Regions from separate parts of the Mus musculus genome. Here all the other regions are linked to region 1. A link is a contact called in public Hi-C, HiChIP or PLAC-seq and capture Hi-C data. All regions are on one chromosome and are shown on one strand. The core of a region is the stretch at or near the end of the contact, and the rest is flanking DNA. Distances in the headings are between cores, read along the strand shown. Region 1 holds the start of 4732465J04Rik (a long non-coding RNA gene). Region 2 holds the start of Eea1 (early endosome antigen 1). Region 3 has its middle 8.0 kb from the start of Gm33336. Region 4 overlaps Ube2n (ubiquitin-conjugating enzyme E2N).

Region 1 (6,059 bases), core at 1,195-3,694:
GAGAGGTTAGGAGATGTCATCTCTTAGACACGAATTTTGCCATGCTAGAATTGTTTCTACAGAAGAAAAAAAATAGAGTAAATATTGAATAAGGAGCCAATAGTCTTTGTCAGAAAGAAGGCAACAGGGCTTCCTCCATGTCCTCACACCCTCTGGGGGCGATTCTGAAAGCATCGGCTCCTCATGGTCGCCAGCTCCTAAATGTCAGTGGCTTTCTCTATCTAAGTTCTAGAGGCAAAGTATAGACACTGTTTTTTTTTTTTATATATATAAATTGACAAGAGTGTGGTATGTTCAGGTGGCTACTGTCCTTTTCAGAAGGGTAGGGAGCTGACAATACTGTCATCTCTTGAAGTGCATTTAGAACTTAGGTCAGAACAACACAGATGTGTTGTCCCAGAAGCCAGGGGTCCCTTGGAAATGTGTTGGATACGAGCGGGAATGCTCTGCTTTATTTCAATCCTCTGAGTCTCCTCCAGTGGAGGACACACGCTTATCTTCAGAGGTGTCAACAGCTCTGGACAGTGGGGACAGGACTGACAAAAGACAGCTAGTTTAAGAAATTGTTCTGTCATAACCCTGTGGCTCTCATCGCTCAGTTATCTGATCCATTTCGCTAAAGCTTGGTTTACACTCCGGGTCTACTCTAAAGCGAAGGGAGAGATCAGTAGAACAAACAAATGGGCTACATTAAACTCACTCCAGATTGTCCATGTAAGAGTCAAGTCTGAGGTCCTCCTTGTCTGCTCTGGCATGTTAACTCCTACACAGTATTTCGATGTGCTTTAAGGTTTTGCTCTTAGTAGTACCTGAAGGACTTGGGGAAGCTCAGTCTGGGACAGTGTCTGCTTCCAAACTTAATCTCCTCCAGCCTTAGGTTCCTTTCCTGAATTAACTGTGTGGCTCGCCAAGTTCCAAAAAATAAGGAGGCGTCCCTTTGAAAATTTTTTTAAATACTAAGCCTTAGCAAGTCTGCGTGCACCTTTGCGCACAACTTTTCTGGTCACATTCCGGGAAGACTGCTCCATGCAAGCTTGCAGTGTAGCAGTCAACACAGCAGGCGCCTTGCCTGAGCCCGGGCCACATTCATTGCCGGGCTTGTCATATGCTCTCTCGCTATTTATACTGCTTTGGGCCAGTTACTTGATCCTTAATAAAATTTGCCTCCAAGATGCCCTGCAGGGAAAATGACCTAGCTGGGGAGGGACCCTGTTCCAACTTCCTAACTGCTGATGCTCACCAAGTATCCTCTGAAAAGGTTGCAGGGGCTGGTGGGGGGGGGGGGAGGGGGAGAAGGTCTATGCCACTTCCTGGCATTTAATGGCACCAAGTGTTTTAGTGTAATATATTTATATCCCCTGTTCACGGCTGCCTTCCCTAAGTCAACCTCTCCCACATTGGCTCGGCTGTAGATGGCCCAGAGCAGTGTGGAAACTTGGCCTCATTCAAGGTCAGAACATTTGAGAAGAGGAGGGGTCACCCCAGTGATGATTTTTTTTTTTTTTTAACCAATCTTTCCTTTTTTTTTTTCTTCAGAAAGCAAGAATGGATCTATGGGGTGGAAATAATGAACCATTTATATCCCAAAATGAGACTGCCAGGAAAAACAAACACCAAAAGAGAACATTTTATCAGAGGGTTTACTGCCCAAGGCTAACGGGGTACAAGGTACTGAGTGTTCGGTGGCCTGGGCCAAGAGCTACAGTAAGTCATGCCTTTCCCTCCTGCCAGCCCGATCAGACTGCCTTAACCACCTGGTGGTGAAGAGCTTTAGCGTTGTCTAAGTGAGTATGGGCGGATACACCACATACTTGATAGCAACGTAGCGGCTGTTGCCACACTGGACAAGTGCGTCTGCGTAATAGTTGCGTAAGTCAGAGAGGCTCAGGCGGAGTACATCAGTGGGGGACCTGCTAACCTGTGGCTTATGTAACTAGGAGCCAGCCCTCCAGGGTGCTTCTGGTCGCCTTGGAAAGAATGTTCGGTCTTTGAACTTGGCCCGGGCTTCCAGCGGTTCTTTGCCCCAAAGGTGTGTGGAATGGCTCAGCTGTCAGCACCTGCTGGGGAGATAAAGGAGAGCACCCATAGCCTGATCCTCGTTGAGCACCAATACAGAGGAGGCTAGTGACAGGACCCAGATGGCCTCCCCCTCCCCACCCCACCCCACCAAACACCCTACGTGGATGGAGACCAAGGTCCCTTTATTTAAGGAGGCAGAATCCATAAGCCTGCTGCGATGGAAGACAAAGGTGAAAGGATTCCCTCTAAGCTAGGAACCTTAGCTATGACAGCACACTGTTGCATGGTCTGGGCATTGTGCTCTTCCCTGTGGACTGGAAATCTGGCACTCAGCTTTTCTCCTAGCTTACCTGGAGCAGGATAGTAAAGTAGGTCAAATTTGGGTCTGCTGCCCTCTCACCTCCAATCACCACACCGCTGCCCATGTCGAGACCTAGCTGTTTCCATCCGAGCTTCCAATCGTTCTTGCTCTGAACACCTGCTCGGCACCAGGTGTTGTGCCAAACACCAGGCAGTGAGCAGGCAGGACTTCCTTGGCACCGGGTGACCCCCTGTAGTGCCCTGGGCCTCTACCCATGTCTGTCAGGTTTGCCATGAATCCACGTGGCTCACACTATGTGACTCACACTACTAGTCACCAACTGTGGTTCTGTCCATCTCAGCCTTGGAGATAGGAGTCTTTGTTTTCATCATTACATATGAATGGATTATTCCTAGGAAACAATGGCAACTGTACATTGTTCCTGGGGGTTTCTGCAATCCTAGCACTTAGAGGATTTGAGGCAGGAGAATCGTGAATTCTAGGACAGCCTGAACTATGGAGTGGAAGCTTGCTGAAGAAGAAAAAGTGGATGGCCAGAAGAAATTATGTCTCCTACAGAATGGACCAGGACTCACTGGCCAGTTGGAGGTGGGAAATGGAGAGGAGGCCCCACAATGAGCAGAATAGTTCCATTCCCAGCAGAGATCAAGATACCTCCATCACATCCTCACGTATTGGTGACCTGAGTGTATAGTGGGTGAGAGAACACACTCTAGAGCTGGATTGACGAGGTAGGTTCGAGTCTCAGCATATTAGACTAAATGTTAAAAAGCACTTGATCTTTGTCTTAGTTAGGGTTTTACTGCTGTGAACAGACACCATGACCAAAGCAAGTCTTATAAAGGACAATATTTAATTGGGGCTGCCTTACAGGTTCAGAGGTTCAGTCCATTATCATCCAGGTGGGAGCAAGGCAGCGTCTAGGCAGGTATGGTACAGGCAGAGCTGAGAGTTCTACATTTTCATCTGAAAGCTGCTAGCAGAAGACTGGCTTCCAGGAAGCTAGGATGAGGGTCTTAAAACCCATACCTGCAGTGACACACTTACTCCAACAAGGCCATGCACACTCCAACAGGGCCACACCTTCTAATCGCGCCACTCCCTGGGCTAAGCATATACAAACGATAACCGTCTTCATTCCTTCATTTGTCTCTCATGAAAAGAAAGACAATGGAAATGTCTAATTGTATCTAAAAGGGTGTTTTAGGGATTAATATGCATTAATATGTGAGAGATCTCCATAAGATTGAGGTGCATAGTAAGCACTCTATAAGTACGGACTTTGGTTTTACACTAAAAGTCTATGCTTTTCTACTTTGCGGCCAGATTCTCACTGGAGTCTCTATTCAAAAACAGATGGCTCCTTAGCCAAGCTGCTGTTTCCTCATCCGTAGAGTGGGAAGTTGACCAAGGATGTTGGGGCAAAGTCAGGTGACCATGTTCTGGTCTCTGATCTCTTCTGAGCATGGGTAACTCATGTAACTTCTCTGTCTCCTGGAAAATAAACTTCGTTTCTCAGTCCCTCAGACCATTCAAATAATGCTAAGACTCCATGCCATGCTCTTGCTCATATCCTTGTAGATGGCTGCTTCACGACACATTCCTTTAGGCTGTCTTTAAATCAACTCACTGGGGTCCTTGGAGTGCACAATAGTATTTTTGTACTCAAAGATTACGCTTAGAATCTTCTAATTCATAATTGAAATTTTAAAACATTTGCACAATGACTGAAAATCATCTTACACGCTCTCATGCATACACCATTTGCACCTATAGATGTTCCATAGCATCCTAGGAAACTCCGGGTCCCTAAAATGCTTTCCATGATTGTTGTTCTATTTTTCTGTGATGGTTTGATTCTGTATGTGTTTAATAATTTTCACCTCTGTGGGAGAAATGATGGGGCTATGCTTCTTTAGGGAACTAGCTTAGGACACAGTGTGTTAGAAATCATTTCATTTAAAATTGTAAAAACACCCAAGGGCAGAGCTGTGAATCGCCTACCAACCCGCAATACCTTTGGATAACTGCTAAGGGTGCAAAGGTCCTGGCCCTCAGCAGCACCCCGGAAATATTACCTCTTCCAGCCTCTTGCCCTCTTCCTATGTCCCTTCTTGATGAGTGGTCATTTGTCCATGTAAAAAGTGAGCCTGGTTCCTAAAGAGAAGGCAGCCCAGACCATTGTTAGGGCAGACTGAGTATTGTCTTCGCGGTCACCTTCAGGAGAGGTTCCAGGTCCAGAAATGTCTGTTCTAAGAAAGAAATTGCCTTCCTGAAAGCTACTGCTAAAAGGTCTTGAGAAACTGGTGCTTCTTCTAAACACCCTTCAGCAAAAACTAGAATAGACAGCTACAACATCATTGCAACCTCCCGGGTTCACGGTCTGAGCACTTTCTCAAGCTGCCTGGTCTTCCTTGGCACCTTCATGGATCCGTGTTCAGCACTTAGTGAGACACATATTATTGTAAAGATCAACACACTTCGAAGATAGTTAGGAGGCCATGAACATCTTGAAAGCAAGGAATGTATCTTATTCATGTTTGCATCCCTAGAGCATAGCGAAGCACCACACATGCACAAGTATTAAGTATTTGTTCCATAAGTGAATGGGTGGATGAATGGATGGGTAGGTGGATGGACAGACGGATGGATGGACACATGCATAGTTGGATGACACTGGTCTCACACTTATATAGCCTTTAGTGTTTTAGTGGTATCTTAGTCAGGGTTTCTATTGCTGTACAAACATCATGGCCAAAAAGCAAGTTGGGAGGAAAGGGTTTATTTCAGCGTATACCTCCAAACCGCTGTTCAGCACTAAAGGAGGTCAGGACTGGAACTCAAGCAGGTCAGGGAGCAGGGGCTGATGCAGAATCCATGGAGGGATGTTCCTTACTGGCTTGCTTCCCCTGGCTTGCTCAGCTTGATTTCTTATAGAACCCAAGACTACCAGCCCAGGGATGGCACCAACCACCAGGGGCCCTCCCCCCTTGATCACTAATTGAGAAAATACCTTAAAGTTGGATCTCATGGAGGCATTTCCCTAACTGGAGCTCCTTTCTTTGATAACTTCAGCTGTGTCAAGTTGACACACAAAACCAACCAGTACAGGTGGTGTTTGCCTATTTGTGACAGAACGTCATTATATATTTCTAGCTAGGTTGTAACTCAAGACCAGGAAGGCCTGGAACTTGGAGAGACCATCCTGTCTCTGTCTACAGAGTGCTGGGATTAAAGACACGTGCTACTACCTCTGGCCTAAGGAATTTCCAGTCTGAACAGAGGAAAGACAGAAGACTTAAGCAAATGGAGGATTCAGCTACAATGAACCAAGCATTACAGGAGAAAACCCAGGATTACAAACTGTTAAATGTGGACATTGTCCATATTACTTTTTCCAGACACCCAGTGCTGAACAAGTGGCAAATCTCACAAAAGAAAATTGTTTTGGCCTCTCCTGGACACTGCTTGCTATCAAACAAACATTGCTAGGTCATTGTCACATGACTGCTCTCTAAAGGCCATTGAGAGGGAGCAGGGTATTATTTTATTTACTGTAAACCCATCAGTGAGTGATTTCAGACATTCTTCATCATCCTGGACAAAGAGAAGGCACTGGTAACACTTGAGAGCTGAGAAATTGGAATAGTCAGGAGGTATGAGGCCAATAACTAATGATTTGGGAGGCAGGGTCACCCCTCAATATGAAAAGGCCTTT
Region 2 (6,416 bases), core at 417-2,916, 170 kb before region 1:
ACCCATGTTTTTTGAAAGCCAAACTGTTGCCACCAGAAGCAACTCCCAAATCAGAAAACATTGTTGATAAACTTAAAAGCAAACCACAAACTCCTTTTCTCTTGGGTAACTGTATGGGGGGGGAGGGGGTGCACTCACGTGTGCGTGTGTAACCTGAGGTTAAGGTAATCAGTTCTCTTAAGCAAATCAAGCCATCAATCATGCACAGAAGCCTTTGCTGTTGAACAAAGCAGCTGATGGGGAGAGTAAAGGGTATGCCCTTGCTTGCTACCAAGGTTCAGCTCTATCAAAGTTTCAAAAAAACTACCAAAAACGATTGCAAAAGGAAAAAAAAAAAAATCCAATGTCCCCACAGAGGGCCAGAGCAGACGTTAACTATGTTTCCTCTGATGTATGACCAGATGACTTCAATGTTTCACAGAAGCTGTCTAAACAGAATCTTCCCTTCCTGTGTACTGGCTGACTCAACCCTCCTTGGCACATTTCTTAACTAAATGCTACACATTCAGTAAGTTCTTGTCCTTTGAACTAATTCTCCTACTCTCTAGGTAACATCTCTTTACATTAACCAGCTGCAGAAGGGAGCGAATGGAAGCTATCCAAAACACTTGAGTAGGCAACTCTTATTAGAAGCGATTTTAATTATGTTATTCTAGGAACTGGTACCTAAACAAAACATCTACGGCTTTCCAACGCTCTTACCTTTTTACCCTCAAGATTTCCCAGATTTTACATTGAGATAGCCCTGGTGGAAACTAAACTGGAGTGTATCTGCCGTTTGAGCCATTTAGTCCTGGATAACTAAAATGAGGTTCTGGGTCTTGGAGAGGAAAATGCACTTGTAATTCTTAAAAGAAACTTTCCAACAGTGAGTAATATCTTCCTTCTCCACCGACTTTGGCAGTTCAGCGTCTTCAAGTCCCAGGACTAGGCCGGGTCTCCCATGACCCTCCTGTACCGTGCAGATAGATGAGTAAGGAGGCAGACAGGCAGGTGCGTGTCGTGGGAAGGTGGTGGCACGCTGGGGCAGGGAAGGGCCCCGCAGCCGCCCGCAGCCGAGCACCCACGGGCGCGGAGCCGGGAGCGGGGAGCGGGGAGGGGCGCGCGCGGGCACCACACCCTCCAGCCCGTGGTGACAGCCCCGAGCGCGGGAGCCGAGGCTGGAGGCCCTCCGGGCTCCGGCCTGCGCCCCGCCCCACCCGCAGCCCGGCTCCGGCAGGACCAGCAGGCCTCGGCGCACGCTGTCACCGGGCCTAGCGGAGCTCTGAGCGCCCCCGCCCTCCAGCCCGGGCTGCCCCGCGGCCGGGCTCGGACGCTCGCGCTCACGTGCTGCCGGAAGGACGGTTTCACTCTTACCCTCTGCAAGATCCTTCGAAACATGGTTTGGCCGGCCGCCGCCGCCGCCGTCACCGCCGCCGCCGCCGCGGGGACTCTCCGCGCCCTTATGCGGGTTACTCACGACTGGAGGGCGCGAGGGGCCGGCAGCCGAGCCGGGAGGGAGGAGGGCGGGGAAGAGGCGGCGGTGGACGCGGCTTTGGCGGCCCCGACTTCCCCACAGGCGGCGAGAGGCTCACGAGCACGAGCCAGCGAGGAGGGAGCCAGCGAGCGCCCGCCTGCCGGGCCGCCCCCGTAACTGACAGCTGGGCGGGCCCGCCCGCCCGGGGCCGAGGGGCGGAGCCGCTGCAGCCCCGCCTCCTCGGCCTGTCCATCCGCGGGGAGGGCGGGGCCGGAGGGAGGGCCGGCCCGAGGCTTCGACCAATCGGAAGCGGGGCTAGTGTGAGAGACAGGCCACAGGAAGCTGGTGCCTTGGCTTCTTCCGCCGAGAGCTTGGACCTTGGGTGCCGGACCCTGCTCGGGAATGTTGAGGGTTGCCTGGTGTTCTGATGGAGAAGATGCGTGGGGACCTCACGGGTCCCGCCTGGAGGTGTCCCCCACACGGGGATGGAAGAACAGGTTTTAGAGCTAACTTCAGCTGAGCCCCAGCCTAGGATGGAAGTTTGCTAGCGCTCTTAGTGCAGCAACCCCGAGCCGGATCCTCCTCTTGGCTGGAAAGGCTGATTCGACCTCTAAACTCCAAGCCATTGTGGACCCGAGAAACCAAGGCTTACTTAACTGTGTTGGGCTTCCCCCTGCTTTTCCATACCCAGGTTACCCGCTTCCTTCCTGCTTCTGATTGCAATCAGAGCAACAATAAAACATGGGAGGAGGCTGGGTTTGGGATTAACTAGAGAAGTTTGGGTTTATCCTTTTGTGACAGGGCAAAGGTTTCTTCATCTTATTTCAGCTGGAGCCATCCTTGTTTTAAGCTGAAACACACACACTTTTACTAGCCCTTCCGTGGGAAAGCACCTAACTATGTTCTAAAAGCAAGGGGTAGAAATACCCCAGCTAACTTCGTGTCCTTGGCTTCTGTTTAACCACTTGCTTGCTTCCTCCTTCAACTGCCAGCTAGGATGTGAGTTTTCTGTGTTCTTTGTCTCTAGAAACTCTCTGTAATGTGCATTCGGGGTTGCTCTGTTATAAGTGTTTCTCTCCCAGGCAATTCCAGTGCTTGGGAGGCCTCTGCCAGGTTCTAGATGACTAAACTGCACAAGGTGAAACTTGGGATACTGACAGTACCTAGTGACCTGGGAGCTGAGAGAGCAATCAGAAAGGCTGGGAACTGGGGATGCCTAGATTGTGGGGTGGGGGAAAGCATTGAATACCTCAGGTAAGGTTTCTCTATCTGTAGCTAATAATCCTAGGGACTTGTGGAAAAGCTAAATGCAGTGTCAGTTTCTGAGTCGGTGGGGCCTCCAGGACGCTGTTAGGTCAGGATTGTGGGGGTGGGGGGGCTACCAGATTTGAGAACTTTGTCCTATTTTTGTATTGTGTAGATTGCTTGTGCTGTTCATTGTTCTTGAGAAATTTAAAATCATGGGTCAAAATTCTTCTACCCAGAAAACCCCTTGAATCTGATGAACTCTCATTTTAAGAGTCTCCAGAGGAAAGCTCACGAGTCTGGAGAACAGATCTCAACGGGAAAATTAACTACTTTGTGTACCCTTGATTGGTCTTCACTTCAGGTGGGCTGGCCTGCTGAAGGCTACTTCAGCCTTCCTCTTATGCACAAAGGGCAACGTGTGGTCTCTAATAAACCAGGACACCTGGACCAGTATCCCACATTCTGGCCTGAAGGAGTCCCAAATCCCAGAATTTAAAAACTTACTGACCAGATCTCTCCCCCAACACCACCATTTTTGTTTCAGAGAAAGTAAATGAAACTAAGGTGCAGGACAAGTGTTGGCCTCTGGTCCTAGCAGCACCGTCAAGGGAGTTATGCTGCCACCCTCTACACCTAGAACACCAGCCAGGCAAAAATACATGTCACCAGATCCACTGCTGAGCCCAGCTCACACCTGAAGCGGATCCTCTTATCAACCCCAACCACCCGATCATTCTCCTATTTCTGACTCTGACCCCCCAGTCCCCTCCTGACTCCCGTTTGGAGGCCTCCTCCCCACCTGCTCTTCTTTTAAAGGCACACCAGGCCTCCTTGGGCTGCCAGCTGCAGGACACCCCGACCCTCCCTTTCATGATCCTTCCCAGGAGCCTCATCTTTTGCCACTCTCACCTTGAGGGAGGCTTCTAGTATGGGGCTCTTCCAGGATAGGAAAGGCAGGAGACTCCCTCAGTCTGTGATAATTTATGTTCTGTTCTCCACTACTAATCTGTATAACTGATTCTGCAGTTGCAAAACCTCTCTCAAAAGCCTAGGACATCAAATAGAACAGGGTCTATCCACATTAGAAAATCTATTAACACAGTGGAAGAACAGGAGGAATCATTCGCTGATGTGGTTTTGCAGTATGGCAGGGGGCTCAACCAACTGCAGAACAAGGAGGTTAAGAGAAAAGTGTCATTTCTACGCAAACCACTCGGGAATCATTAGAGATAATTTGGTTACACTCCAAAGGAAAAAAAAAACAAAAACATAAAAACATTGCAGAAAGAGAAAGAACCCAAAATCGGGGAAAACAAAGAATGATTCCGCTTCTCATTTTCAGGATCCTCCTAGCTAATAAGTATACTGCCAGCCATAGCAGTGCCTATAGCCCTTCTGCTCAGGCTAATTATTGCCTTAACTGGGTATATTAGATCCCAATATAAACAGGTACCCACACAGAGTCGAGAGTTTGACTCGAGAAGTGTGATGCTTACATTATGCTTAAAGTTTACTATCTATAAGGGATTCGAAAATAAAAATACCTCTAGCCTGAAGAAGCTATGCTCAAAAACAAATAACTTCCTGGAATGTTAAGTATTCCTGTAATTGCTTGGTCTTGTATAATTTAACAGAAACTATTGTTCTTGTAACAGGCCACAATGCTAACCATATTTTCCATCTCTGTAAACCAGCTTTCCTTGCTCAAGATAATCAAAGTTGCAGGACAACTGTTTAATAAATTGAGCTCCTGCTTACACACACAGAATTCTAGCACATAGGCAAGATATGTGCTAACAGGTAACCAGAATGTAACCATATAGTTTTTACCTTTATAAACTCCTGACTAATATGGCTCAGGGCTACCTACATCTTGAGAAACCCAAACATACATGTAGTTCTGGTGCCCATATCTAAATAAAGCCTCCTCTTTGTTAAAATGTGCTCGTGGTCTCACCAGTGAATCTCTGGACAACCCTATTCCCCTAACACTAGGAAAGGGGATAGTAACCTCTTGTGGTTGTTTGCTGTGCCCCTGTTCCCAGGAAAAAATGACTTGAGGCTTTACTATATTTACAAACACCTTGGCCATACGTTTTGGGTAGTTCTCTGACTAGCTCATAACTTAATATCCCATTTCTTCTAATCTAAGTTCTGCCATGTGACTCATTACTGCTGCTCAGCTTTCATGTGTCTGTCTTCCTTCATGTCCCAAGACAAGTCCCCTGTGCTTCTTCCCCCCACCCCACCCCCACAAAATTCAATCTCTCCACTGGATGTCCCATCTTCTATTTCCTGCCTAAGCTTATAGGTCAATCAGCATTTTATTAACAGGCTCTGCATCCCTACAGAGCACAAGAGTTTCTCTCTACAATAACCCACTCATTCTTGGTCATGCCTGATTTCCCCAGCCCCCTTTTGAGATAAGATCTCTTACATAAACTGAAAATCACTATCACCTCTGATCAAACCCAGACATATAAATACCCAGCAAAATGTTGGTGTCTTGTACTTTGTGAGAAAAAAATCCTCTAGCTGAAAGCCCTACCAACAATCAAATAGCTTGACTAGCTCTCAGATTTACAACAGACTCCTGGAAGTATGGGCAAAAATTAACCCTGGGCTTGCCCCAACTCCAAATTCCCACAGTTGTTCACTAGTTCAGCTACCATGGTCCATATTCAAATCATACCCAGTGACTCTAGAAACAAAAAGGGGAATTTTGCCCAACTTGTAAAGACAGACATCCTGTGATTTAACCTGAAACCTGTCACCCTGGAATATACCTCTCCTGCCTGTGATTTAACCTCTGACCTCTGATTATACACCAGTCCAAGACCTGAGGGAAGTGAGTAAGAGGGTCAAGAGCATCCACTCGGTCCTCAACCTATACACTCACAAACCTGATTCCTCCAGAGAAACAGATGTACGCTGCCTTGGACCTGAGAAATGAGATGCTGGTCAACCCAAACTTGCTTCGGAAAGGACAGACCCATTGAGAGGCTGTAGTGGGCAACTTTCTTGGACCAAGTTGCCCCAAGGATTTAAAAACTCTCCAGCCCTATTTGATGAGGCACTAAGCTCTGAACTTTTGCCCTTCCATCAGAAGTTTCCCAGGACCATACTCTTATAGTATGTAGATGACCTCCTCTTAGCCTCTGAGGCCAAAATAGCTCATAAAGGAGTCACTGAGGGACTGCTGCAAAAGTTAGAGACCTTGGGCTACAGTGTATAGGCTAAGGAAACCCAACTTTGTAGTTCAGAGGCTACCTTTCTTGGTTACCAAATGAAGGGAGGCAAAAAGGATCTTGCCTCAGAGTATGATTGCTGCCATCCTTCAGATCCCAACCCCCAAAATCTAAGAGACAGGTTTGAGAATTCTTAGCTGTGGTTGAGCATTGCTGCCTCTGAATACCAGAGTTTACAAAAATAGCAAAGCCTCTGTATACCAGCACACAGGGGGCACCCAGCTGCTAATCTGGACTAAAACTGAACAAAAAGTATTTGATGCTTTAAAAACAGCCCTGACCTTGCCTCCAGCCCTAGTACTTCTGATGTCTCAAACCTTTTTTTTTTTTTAATCTATTTTTGTTTTGTTTTAACAAAACAAAAGGCATTGCAAAGGGGATCTTAATCCAAACTTTGGAGCCATTGAAAATGCCCTGTGACATACCTGTCCAAATGATTGGACCCTCTGGCCTCAGGATGGCCC
Region 3 (5,729 bases), core at 408-2,907, 150 kb after region 1:
CTTGCTTTGCTGATAATTGGAGTTCTGCACAAAGAAATCCAACTCCATTTCTTGCCAAGATCACACTTCTTGAGTGCCAGTCAATGCCGTGGGTTATGGCCATTATAGGACTGATGGAGACAGGCCTCGGGCCTCTCAAGCCCCTCACCTGGAAGCTAACAATACACAATCTACTTGTTACCCTGCCTCCATTTTTCCTAGGTATCCTGAGAACAGCGGCATCCCCAAGTGCAAGGTCAAAATTGAGCATCAGATGAAATTAACCTTAAGCCGGTAGGACTCCCTCCAAGTTTCTCCCTGACAGTGTCTAAGCACTTTGCACATTAGCCGGTGTTAGTTCATGAAGCTGGGTTTGTGGTGGTAGAGAGATGGCACAATGTTAGTTAAGAGGACTAGCTGAGCAGACAGGAGGACCAGAGTTCAAATTCGAGCACCCATATAACCAAAAATGCAAGCTTTATCTCAAAAGAATAGAGATCAATAGAGGACAACATCCATTTCTGGCCCCTGCCCTCTAAGCCTACACAGGCACCTATACTATATAATACACCAGCAGTTCTCAACATGTGGGTCAGGGGGGCCAAACCACCCTTTCACAGGGGTTGCCTAAAACCATCTGTATATCAAGTATTTACATTATGATTCAAAGCAGTAGCAAAATTACCATTATAAAGTAGCAACAAAGATAATGTTATGGTTGGGGGTCACCACAACATAAGGAACTGTATTAAAGGGTCTCGACATTAGAAAGGCTGAGAACCTCTGTTATTGTGCACAACACAAGCATAAAATGTCACACACATGTGTACACACAAGAAATCAATGAGAAGATCTAATGTTCATCACCAAGTACAAGGTAAAAGTTAAACCACACAAAGTGGTCAAGGCATTAAGGCATGATAGAGCGGAGTTTTACAACAAAGAAACTAGAGGCTGGGGGTGTAGCTCCGCTGCTGGCATGCTTGCCTAGTGTGACAAAGCCAACAGCTTGCTGTGTCTATAATGGATACTACTTGATACTATTTGTGTATCTAACTGTGTCTATAGTGGATACTATTTGATACTATTAGTGCCTCCCGTAAACATAAAGGTTGGGAATGGATTCCAGACTCACACTGTTTGCTCTCTCTGATCTGCCTTTGCTATGGACTCAGGCCACATTTTCCTCACCTGTGAGGTGGGAATATCTAAGACCCTTCTCCCATGGCATTGCTCTAAGGATTGGGTAGAGCCTGTGGGTACAGTCGTCCTCAGGGATCTTGCTGTTACAAAACTGCCGCCATGTTCTTTCATGTACACACTTTCACATATGAGAGAGAGAGTTTAGACCTAAACCTGTCCTAAGTGACCACCCAGAGCCCAGCAGGGGACAGGCTCTGATCCAAGTGAAGCAGGCTCCCCAGGCAGAGCCCTGAACACTGAAGGAGCCTGCAATGACCTGCATTCAAAAGAAATAAACACAGGTTGAAGCCCAATGCCAAGGCCAACACCCACATCTCTTTCCCTCACCTTTGCCCACTTCGATAGCCAATCCCAAGGCAGCCTGGGGTTGAGATAGCAACCAAAATGGGCCAAACAAACTCATCTGGGGTTGGGGCTGGGTTGTTTATCACTAAGGAAGAACCAATGCCAAAGGCAGCTACCATCGTGAACTTGAGCTCCGACTTCCTAAACAAACAGCTTCTGGTCGTTCTGGATTCAAAGGGCACTTGCAGGGCTGGCCTGCGTGGCTGAAGTAAGATAGCCTCTTATGTAGCTGCGACTGGCCTTGAATTTATTATGTAGCCAAGAACAACCTTGAACTTCTCTGTGTGTGTGTGTGTGTTTGGGGGGGGGGGGGGAGATTTCAGGGGAGGTAAGAGGGATTGAGATAGCATTTCTCTGTAAAGCTCTGACTGACCTGGAACAACTCAGTCTGTAGACCAGGCTGGCCTGCAGCTCATAGAGATCTGCCAGCCTCTGCCTCCCAAGAATTGGAATTAAAGACATGGGCCAACCTTGAATGTCTGATCCTCCCAAGTGCTGAGATTACAGATGTGTATCATAATGCCTAGTTAATATATTCAATATTATGGTATCTATTCAAGAAGATGACTTTAAAACCCTAGCCAGGCATGATGGAGCACGCCTGACATCCTAGCTCTCTGGAGGTAGAGATAGGACGATCGGGAATTGAAGGCCAGCCTGGGCTAATTGAGACCCTGCCTTTAAAACAAACAACACACACATATAGAAAGAGACAGACTTAAAAACAAAACAAAACAAAAGTCATTGGGCATATTTCTGTTTCATCTTGTAATTAAATATTTTATCAGTTATCTTTCTTGGAAAAAATATCAGTTATTTCTGCATTTTATATGCATTGATAAATATTTTATTACAACTTTAATAATAAATGAACATTGGTTAAAAAAAGAAAATGATTCTCTTACAAATTCATTTGAACCCTGGTCTATAATCCCAGCATCCATTCAGGAGGCTAAGGCTGGGGAGTCTAGAGAATTTCAGACCAACCTGGGCTACATAATGGGTTCTAGGTCAGCTCTCAAAAAGGCCAAAACCAATCAATTAATTAATTAAAAAAAACAAACAAACAAACAACCTAATTCAAGCAGATAGAGGTGAAACAGGGCCCTGCAAAAGAAATAGATTTGGTGAATCAGATTTTCAATTTCTTTGGAGAGTCTTTCATCTGTTGGGAGAGTATGAAGTAGTTCGGAACCAGGAGCTAATCTTAAGGGCAGATCTTGGCTCAAAAGCATTTCTTCTCTCAAACAAATCTTCCCCTGAGGCAGTTAGTAGCTTGCGTTCCTCACAACCTGAATGTTGATGCATTCAGTAGCTAAGAGCTGCTGTCCTTCTGGATTCCATTGTTCTATTGTGTGCTTGTCAGAGAGCTGTCAAAGACAGGAACTATGTCGATGGTCCAGAAAGTGCCTGGTACTCAGGCTGCCCTCAGTCATGTGGCTCTGTTACCCGGTTACCTAGCACAACCACTGTACAAGGTATAGGACATGTCTGTCTTCAGCAGTCAACCAAGACACAAGTACGAAGCAAAGCCCCACACATTGGGGTGTGCCCACCAAAAAGGATTCCCATTCATTTATACAACACTTCTCTGGCCAAATAAAACAGCGTAACCCTAGGATCTGGCTATAAAGTATCACTCCCCCACCGCCCCCAACCAACAAGGCTGTGGTCCACAGTACTCTATTGCGTGCTTAGCTGATACTTCAACAGTTCTCTGAAGAAATCATTATAGAGTTCATCTTACAGGCAGCTGACACAGAAGAAGAAAACAACAACAACAACAACAACAACAACAACAAAACCTGAAGCTTTAGCATAGCGATGTGTCCAAAGCTAGCTTAGCTGGTTGGAATCTACTATGGGTGGATGGTTGCAACATCAGTCCAGGATTTCTGTTTCCCTTTACACGACAGACTGACTACCAAGCTGGATTTGAGACTTTGTTTTTTCGTTTTTCCTACCCTCCTCCTAGTTTTTCTGGGGGAGAAAAAAAAAAAAAAAAAAAAGGTTACACCTGAGCCAGGCATGGAGGAACCCACCTACTGTTGCAGCCACATGGTAGACTCAGACAAGAGGTTTGAGCTCTAATTTGGAGTCTGGGCCACAAGGCAGGATACTGGAGGATAAGGGGTTAAATCAAAGTCAGGCTCACATTCCAGTGACAGTGGGGGTCAAAGTCCTCCTCAATACTTTGGGCCAGTGTCCTTGGCAGCAGTGCCTCCTTTGCCAAAACAGGCACGTGTTTTTCCCTGAGCCTCTGGGGTGGGGAGTCAGTTATGGCACAGAGTGGTACAGGGCAGCAATGTGCACCCCAAAAGCCTCAAGGAAGCTGGCTCCCAAATCAGTACGAAGTGTCTCCAAGGGAACCTGGTTTTATTGAGAGGCACACACACACACACACACACACACACACACACACACACACACATATACACACACAGGTGGGGGGAGGGAGCTAGTGTTCTCAAGAAAGAGAGAGATAGAGAAAGGGAGAATATCTTAGCAACTGCAGTAAACAAGCCTTTAACTTGGTAGACTGGGTGTTGCCCAATAGGAATAAAATGGGAGCCTCCTGTGTAACTGGGGATTTTTCTAAATAGTCACACTGGAAAAGAAAAAGGAAACAGAAGACATTAATCTGAATTTTTTTTTTTAATTTTTTAATTTTTTTTTTTTTTTTTTTTTTTTTTTTTTTTTTTTGCTTTTTCGAGACAGGGTTTCTCTGTATAGCCCTGGCTGTCCTGGAACTCACTTTGTAGACCAGTCTGGCCTCGAACTCAGAAATCCGTTGGCCTCTGCCTCTTGAGTGCTGGGAATAAAGGCATGAGCCACCACGCTCGGCTGACATATCTTTTAAATAAATAAATTCAAGTTGGTTTTTTTTTCCAACACGTAATTGTTACCAAAAAAAAAAAATTTGAGGTTCACCCATTTGAGTTCTTAGTCCCAGTGGGGTGTGTGTGTGTGTGTGTGTGTGTGTGTGTGTTTTCAAAACAGAATTCCTCAAAACCTGACTGTTTTTGAACTTGCTTTGTAGACCAGAGAGGCACAGAGATCCACCTGCCTCTGCTTCCTGTACCACCACACCTGGCCCTAGTTCTTAGTCCTATTAATAAAATAAGTTTAAAATGGACTCAGAAGGAAGCCTGAGGACAATTTCATTAACATTTGAGAGAAAAACAATAGAACAGGCAAGTTCTTATAAATCCCAGCAGTTGCAGGGAGGGAAATAGAGAAAGAGTCTTGTCTTTTTTTTTTTTCGAGACAGAGTTTCTCTGTATAGCCCTGGCTGTCCTGGAACTCACTTTGTAGACCAGGCTAGCCTCGGACTCAGAAATCCGCCTGCCTCTGCCTCCCGAGTGCTGGGATTAAAGGCGTGCACCACCACGCCCGGCAAGAGTCTTGTCTTTTAAATAAGATAGAAGTCAGAGAAATAGTGAGAAAGCCCAGAGTGTTGACATGTGCATAGGAGTGCCTCTCTGTGGATAAGCGTCAGAAAGACACTCGGTTTCAGGGTCTCGTATTCCAGGCATAAGGCAACACCTGGACTCTCAATCAGAAACAGAAACATAGACAGAGTGCTCCCAAGAATCGGAATGAGCTAATGAGCTAGGAAAGGGCCCCAGAAGTGCTCGGTTGTGTGGTCAATGAGCCTTTGTAGGATATTATATATATACTTAACACCCAGCTCTCCCAAGTTTGTCTATGGAAACATTTTCTCACATATGCTTTGTTAAAAGGAGAGTCCAGATGAAAACCAAAGTGTGGACACTTCCCCCCTTCTTAGAATTGGGAACAAAACTCCCATGGAAGGAGTTACAGAGACAAAGTTTGGAGCTGAGACAAGAGGATGGACCATCTAGAAACTGCTGCACCCAGGGATCCATCCCATAATCAGCCTCCAAACGCAGACACCATTGCATACGCCAGCAAGATTTTGCTGAAAGGACCCTGATATAGCTGTCTCTTGTGAGGCTATGCCGGTGCCTGGCAAACACAGAAGTGGATGCTCATAGTCAGCTATTGGATGGAACACAGATCCCCCAATGGAGGAGCTAGAGAAAGTACTCAAGGAGCTAAGGGGGTCTGCAACCCTATAGGCAGAACAACAATATGAACTAACCAGTACCCCCAGAGCTTGTGTCTCTAGCTGCATATGTAGCAGAAGATGCCTAGTCAGCCATCATTAGTAAGAGAGG
Region 4 (6,082 bases), core at 1,844-4,343, 230 kb after region 1:
ACAGTGCCTTGTACTTTAACCATGATGGGGAAGGAGTCAAAGCAGAGAGTCCTGCTTCTCAGCATCTCTCAGCAACCCGGATGGTACTTCTAGCCTCTGCTCATGCTTTACAACAGTGAATCAGGACAAGACAGATTTGCTAATGTGCATGTAATCACCAAAGATGAAGATGCCTGGGCTTTTATTCTGTAATGTTTCTAAGACTGTGTCCATTAAATGCAAACAAAAAAAGGAAGAAGTCTTGGCAGAACAGGAGAAGTGGTGTACACTCGATGATCTGATCGACTTAAATATTGTTCATGGCATATAGCCTAGTCCATGCTCTCGCTGTAGACAAAAAACAAATATGCAGCTGTTAGTTTCTTTCCAAACAAGATAGATACCATCTCCTATAAACTGGATCAGACCAGTTTTCTGAATACCTTACTACCAAAACAGTGCAACTAATTAGGGGTTTTGTTTTCTAAGAATCTCACTATATAGACTAGACTAGCTTCAAACCTTTCATAAAATTCAACAGATAGAAAACGTTCTTTCATTTTTGAATAGATGATATGTTTATAGCAGGAAGAAGTTTGTTGATTCTATAAATGGCTATATCCTTTAAGTGGACCATAAAAAAAGAACAGTTTCCAAGTTTTCTAGTATCTTCACATACTGCCAATACAGTAGTCATTATAGTATATACATGTGGTTAAACACTGCAAAATCTCCTTCACAGAATATTTTTAAATGTAAGCTTGTAAATAAAACATCAAATGGTAAGGGACCTAGCTTGAAAAGCAGAGCAGGTGAAAGAAAGAGAATAGATATTAAGTACCTGTTTCTATGGCTTGGGCTTCGTTGGTCTTCCATTGCTCGGCTACATCATTTGCTAATGGATCATCTGGATTAGGAGCACTTAACAAAGCCTGGATTGATAGCAGAACTGTGCGGATCTGCAGTGCTGGGGACCACTTATCTATGAAGGTAACAGGCCCAGTATATGATAAAGCATGGACAACAGGCCCAGAACTGCTGCACTTCCCTCCCACACACTCTGGGGCTGTTAGCATACAGTGAGATTCCAATGCTTACATTCTAAATGTAGAATGCTTAGGACAAAAAGGACACGTTAATAAAGCACAGGGTGACAAACAACACTTACCTTTCAAAATATCTAAACATATTCTTCCCAACTTGTCTACATTAGGATGATAAATTTTGGTCATGAAACGTACTTTAGGTGCTGCCATTGGGTATTCTTCTGGAAGGAATAGTTCAAGTTTAAAAGTCCCTCCCTCAAAGGGGGAATCCTGGGGGCCAGCAATGACCACATGAAAATAACGGGCGTTGCTCTCATCTGGTTCTGCTTTAATGCCAGGAACTGGTTCTGCCAGCAAACGCTGGGTTTCCTACAACAGAAAAACAAGCATACCTGTGAAACAAATGTCATTTCACTAGACACCAAAATTAAAATTAGGAAGTTCGTCTTTTGAAATTAAATATAACACAATCTCCCAATGGCATAATTTTCACATAAAACGTGAAACTCTTCTTTGAGTTCTTTTAAGAATTTCTTTGACCTCTGCATCATGCCATAATAATGCACACACCCAAAACAATAATAAAAGGCTTTATGGCAGGTATGATGGGATACACCTTTAATCCCAGCAGAGGCCTACATAGTGAGTTCCAGGACAGTCAAGCAGCCAGGGCTATATAGGAAAACCCTGTTTCCAACCAACCAGCCAACCAACCAACACCAGACCATTCATGTAACAACAACCAACTGAATATAACTGCAGGACATTATCACATTCTAGATTGGATTAATAAAACCAATTTTTATGCTCACATAAAAGGAAAAGAAAAATGACACCAGGGTTGCTACAATAGGCAAAGCAACCTGCTCTAAATTATATTTAAAACCAAGTCACTGGGCAGGAGAGATGGCACAGTGATTAAGAACACTGACTAGTCTTCCAAAGGTCCTGCGTTCAATTCCCAGCAACCACATGGCTCACAACCATCTGTAATGGGATCTGATGCCCACTTCTGATGTATCTAAAGCTACAGTGTACTTATACACATAAAATAAATAAATCTTAAAAAAAAAAAGCAAGAAAAATAGGCCATTGAACTCTTCTAAAATTTGGTCATCCTTTGTAGTCAAGGGCAGACGAGGTCTAGAATTCTCAAAAATCTCTGGATGTTCAAGACTCTTACATAAAATTGTACAAGTATTTGTATTTAAACTACAAAAATCTTTATATTTCAAACCATCTCTAGATGACTTATAGTGCTTAAAACAGTGGGAATGTTATGTAAGTAACAATACACAAAATAGGGAAGAATGACAAAATTCTTGTTCAATAAAGAGACCACTTTGCCATAGGATTTTCCAACTTCATCTGGCGGAAGCATGGACGCAGAGTGCTACCACACTCTGGAGGTACTGGAGAAAAGAATAAGCCTAGGAAACTGAGTGTGGCAACAACAGCTCTCATACTCTTGGAAGCACATATCTGAGTTCAAGGTCAGCCTCTACCTAGCAGACTAAATAAACAACCTCCTAGTACTCTGCCTGGCTTCCAACCTGGACCTTGCCATCTTGTACTTCCAGGTTCTACCTTCTCCAGTTATTTAAACGTCAAAGCCTGGCAAGGGACTCCTGTGCTCTGCCTACCTTTCAATTCACCTTCATTTATCCCCACACCCTGACTTTTTGGTTCATTTAATCTCCTGAAAGTTCCTCAACCTACTAGACATTATTTCTACTTCAAAGACTATACTTGTCCTTTTCCCCCAGGAAAAGCCAAAAAGGGACCCTAGCCTTTATTTTAAGCGGAAAAAGATGTTAAAGATCAGCAGAGGGGCAGAGAAATAAAATAAAATAAATAAATAAACAAACAAACAAACTAGGCGGCAAAATTTCAATTTTGGCCCTTTCTCAACTTTGTTTTATCCCAAGTCTCCATGAAAAGAAAGAAAGGCTGAAAGAGGGGGAGGGGGTCCAAGATTCTAAGTAACCACCACTCCCGGATTATACATAGTAGCAGCTATTTAAAGGTCTAACAAGCTACCCAAAGTACCTCCAAGATCAGATCCTAAAATAGCTCAAAAATCACTGTGCGTTGTCAAATTCCACACTCACACCCTTGTCATCCATTTACCTACTCTTAGTCAGGCACTCTTCCCAGAGAATGCATTAGTGGGGTGTGGGGTGTACACCTGTAGTCCTGGCACTTGGGTGGCTACGGCCAGAGAGCAGCTAGTCTGGGTTCCAGGCCAGCCACACAGCAAGACCCTGTCTCAAAAACCAACAAGTGGAAAGCACCACTGTGACCTTACTGATCTAAGATTTCACTGGAATCTACACTACAGAGTAGTTAGAGATATAAAGCATCCCTCCCATGTCACCACACAATATACAGATCATCATTTTATCTGATGAAACACTCTCCATTTCCCAAACTTAGCATAGGTTGTGAGAATAGAAAAACCTGACACCAGTGTCTAAAATCCATACCCACAGTAGGAAGAAGGGAAGGAAACACTAGTGGATATAATCTCTCTCCCTCCCTCCTACCAAACATAAGGTTAACCACGAGGAACCTTCAGGTCTTACAGTGCTTCGTCGTAAGGACAGTAAGTGCAGTGTGGTTTAAGTGACAAAGCTGAAGTTCCTACTGCTTCACTTGTTTAACTTTCTGAGCAAGCCCGCTTTTTTATATTTCATATAGTTGTGGTACTTTCCCCTTGCACACAATTTGTCTTCCCAAAGCTGCAGTTATCCTTGGTCAACCCCAATCAAGAAATATTAGTTGATGGGCCAGCAAGACAATATGGCAGGTACAACTTGGCACACAACCCTGACAGCCTGAGTTCTATCATCAAAGCCCTCCTCCACACGGGTGCTATGGTGTGGATGTTTTCTCTCCTCCCACCCTCTCTTTCATATATAAAACAATGCAAGAGATTGTCCTGTCACTAGAGTACTAGGATCAAAGGCAGGCACCACCACTCCTGGTTTAAGTTTTTTGTTTTTTGAGACAGGGTTTCTCTGTGTAATCCTGGCTGTCCTGGAACTCACTCTGCAGATCAGGCTGGCCTCAGAAATCTGCTTGCCTCTGCCTCCCAAGTGCTGGGATGAAAGATGTACACTACCACTGGCGGGCTTGATTTAAGTTTTATGCACTTTTCATCCCTTCAGCAAGACACCCCCCCCAATATGATCTTTTCATCTAGCTATAGCATAAAATCTCACACTGCCGCACACCTGGATGTAAAATTACCCTTAGTCCAGCATATCCAACAAAAATACTCTACTGGTCCATTAGTCACCAGTCTCGGCTCTGACAACGTGTGTTCAAACAATCCACATTTTGCTTAGTGTTAGTGATAGTACTAAAGTGATGACTGCTAAAGAGAAACAATAAGATGTTTCCCTCAGGGTTAGAGTCTCCTTGCTGAGCTTTGACTACCAGCACCCATACTAGGTGTCTCACAACCATCCCTTATCTCTATTTCCAGGGGATCCAACTCCCTCTTCTAGACTTTGTGCGCCCCTAGTGCATGCACACAAATGTATATATATAGTAAATGATAAATAAATCCTTTAAAAAAGATAAAAAGCCTGTTTCTCTTTAATGAAAAGGTAAAGGCTATGCTACAGAGTGGAGCTGAGATTGTCTGTATGACTTGTAGGAAACCTTTGGTCCTAGCACCACCTAACCTAACTGGGCATGGTAGCACTGGCCTATAATCCAGAACTATCTTTGTTCCAAATTAGAAATGTAGAGAGGGAGAGAAAGCACTGACAGGGAAAGATCTTGATTTCAGCAACTTTTAGGGTTTGTTTGTTTGGTTGGTTTAAACCAAACAAACAAACAAAGAAACAAACTGTGTACTGCCAGGTGGTGGTGGCGCATGCCTTTAATCCCAGCATTTGGGAGGCAAAGGCAGGTGGATTTCTGAGTTCAAGGCCAGCCTGGTCTACAAAGTGAGTTCCAGGACAGCCAGGGCTATACAGAGAAACCCTGTCTTGAAAACCAAAAACCAAAACCAATCAAACAAACAAACAAACAAAAAAACAACAAAAAATATAGCTGTGTACTTTTTAAAAAATTGCAATTTCAGGTATTTGTTTGTTTGTTTGTTTTGGATAGTCTTTCTCTGTGTAGTCCTGGCTGCCCTAGTACTCACTCTGTAGACCATGCTGGCCTTGAATTTACAGAGATCTGCCTGCCTGCCTCTGCTTCCTGAGTGCTGGGATTAAAAGCATGTACCACCACTGGCCAGCTAAAACAAAAAATAAATAAATAACCTATAAATAAAGTTGTTCAAGAAAAAGAAATCTGGGGGCTAGAGAGATGGCTCAGCAGTTAAGAGCACTGACTGCTCTTCCAGAGGTCCTGAGTTCAAATCCCAGCAACCACATGGTGGCTCACAACCATCCGTAACGAGATCTGACTCCCTCTTCTGGAGTGTCTGAAGACAGCTACAGTGTACTTACATATAATAAATAAATAAATAAATAAATAAATCTTTTTTAAAAAACTGACTGTGATGCTTCAAATTATTATGTTAAGTAGAGAAACTGCAATACTTATTTAAGACATATTTGAAACTGCAGTCACACCTTTAATCCCAGCACTTAGGGGGGAAAAAGAAGGCAGAACTCTTAAATTTGAGACCAGCCTGGTTTACAGAGTGAGTTCCAGGACAAGTGCTGGAATTAAAATTGTGTACCATGACAAATGGCAGAAATAGTATTTGTAAACATGGCTCTACCAACTAAGTTAACATATTCTCAGTCTCCCTCTCCCTCTCTCCTTAGAATGGTAATTTTTGTGAAAATGGTAAATTATTTCATAATATTTTTCATTTAACCCAATATGTTAAAAATGTTATCTGAACATGTTATCAATATATAATGGCTAACAGAATATTTTAATCTTTTTCCACACTAAGCCTTCACAAGTCCAGGTTTTAATCTATACTAAGCACATGTATCAATTCAAACTAGCCACATTTCAACTGCTCCATAGCCACTAGAAGCTAGCACCTACAGAATAAAAAACAAAACAAAACAAGGTAC

What was found. Hi-C and Micro-C count contacts between places; a contact is called where the count stands out from the background. HiChIP or PLAC-seq counts read pairs in DNA pulled down with a chosen protein or histone mark. Capture Hi-C pulls out chosen DNA fragments and counts their contacts.
Region 2: a contact with region 1 is called in a capture Hi-C map of embryonic stem cells, with 2.1 times the contacts expected there. The contact joins the promoter of Eea1 here to the promoter of 4732465J04Rik in region 1. A contact is called at or near these places in 1 of 15 datasets of contacts at CTCF or cohesin (the NIH/3T3 cell line), 1 of 484 Hi-C or Micro-C datasets (cardiomyocytes) and 2 of 9 other capture datasets (embryonic stem cells and liver).
Region 3: a Hi-C map of liver shows a contact between it and region 1, with 2.6 times the contacts expected there. The contact joins the enhancer-like site here to the promoter of 4732465J04Rik in region 1. A contact is called at or near these places in 1 of 15 datasets of contacts at CTCF or cohesin (the NIH/3T3 cell line), 10 of 484 Hi-C or Micro-C datasets (the C2C12 cell line, Sertoli cells, brain and 4 more) and 6 of 115 datasets of contacts at active chromatin or transcription factors (Th17 cells, acute myeloid leukemia, embryonic stem cells and 3 more).
Region 4: an H3K27ac HiChIP or PLAC-seq map of heart atrium shows a contact between it and region 1, with 6 read pairs. The contact joins the enhancer-like site here to the promoter of 4732465J04Rik in region 1. A contact is called at or near these places in 5 of 484 Hi-C or Micro-C datasets (embryonic fibroblasts, embryonic stem cells, liver and 1 more) and 8 of 115 datasets of contacts at active chromatin or transcription factors (embryonic stem cells, heart atrium, hepatocytes and 2 more).

What each region holds. Positions count from the first base shown.
Region 1 is chr10:95,769,518-95,775,576 of GRCm38.p6, reverse strand. It overlaps 4732465J04Rik (a long non-coding RNA gene), which reads right to left and starts at 2,444. Exons shown (of 5, transcript XR_380952.1): 1 at 2,370-2,444; 2 at 1,812-1,854.
Region 2 is chr10:95,935,913-95,942,328 of GRCm38.p6, reverse strand. Eea1 (early endosome antigen 1) reads right to left here and starts at 1,666. Exons shown (of 29, transcript NM_001001932.3): 1 at 1,357-1,666. The coding sequence starts at 1,380.
Region 3 is chr10:95,621,384-95,627,112 of GRCm38.p6, reverse strand. No RefSeq gene overlaps it. Among named protein-coding and RNA genes, the nearest start is that of Gm33336, 8.0 kb to the left of the region's middle. Within about 2 kb of position 1,657, at least 49 of the 459 cell types and tissues checked have an H3K27ac peak or open chromatin away from gene starts, as enhancers often do. A contact at or near this core is called in embryonic stem cells, hepatocytes, kidney and 1 more, where this site is marked.
Region 4 is chr10:95,536,517-95,542,598 of GRCm38.p6, reverse strand. Ube2n (ubiquitin-conjugating enzyme E2N) reads right to left here. Exons shown (of 4, transcript NM_080560.3): 2 at 1,148-1,394; 3 at 821-961; 4 at 1-327. The coding sequence ends at 287. Among named protein-coding and RNA genes, the nearest start is that of Mir3058, 20 kb to the left of the region's middle. Within about 2 kb of position 3,093, at least 4 of the 459 cell types and tissues checked have an H3K27ac peak or open chromatin away from gene starts, as enhancers often do. A contact at or near this core is called in heart atrium, where this site is marked.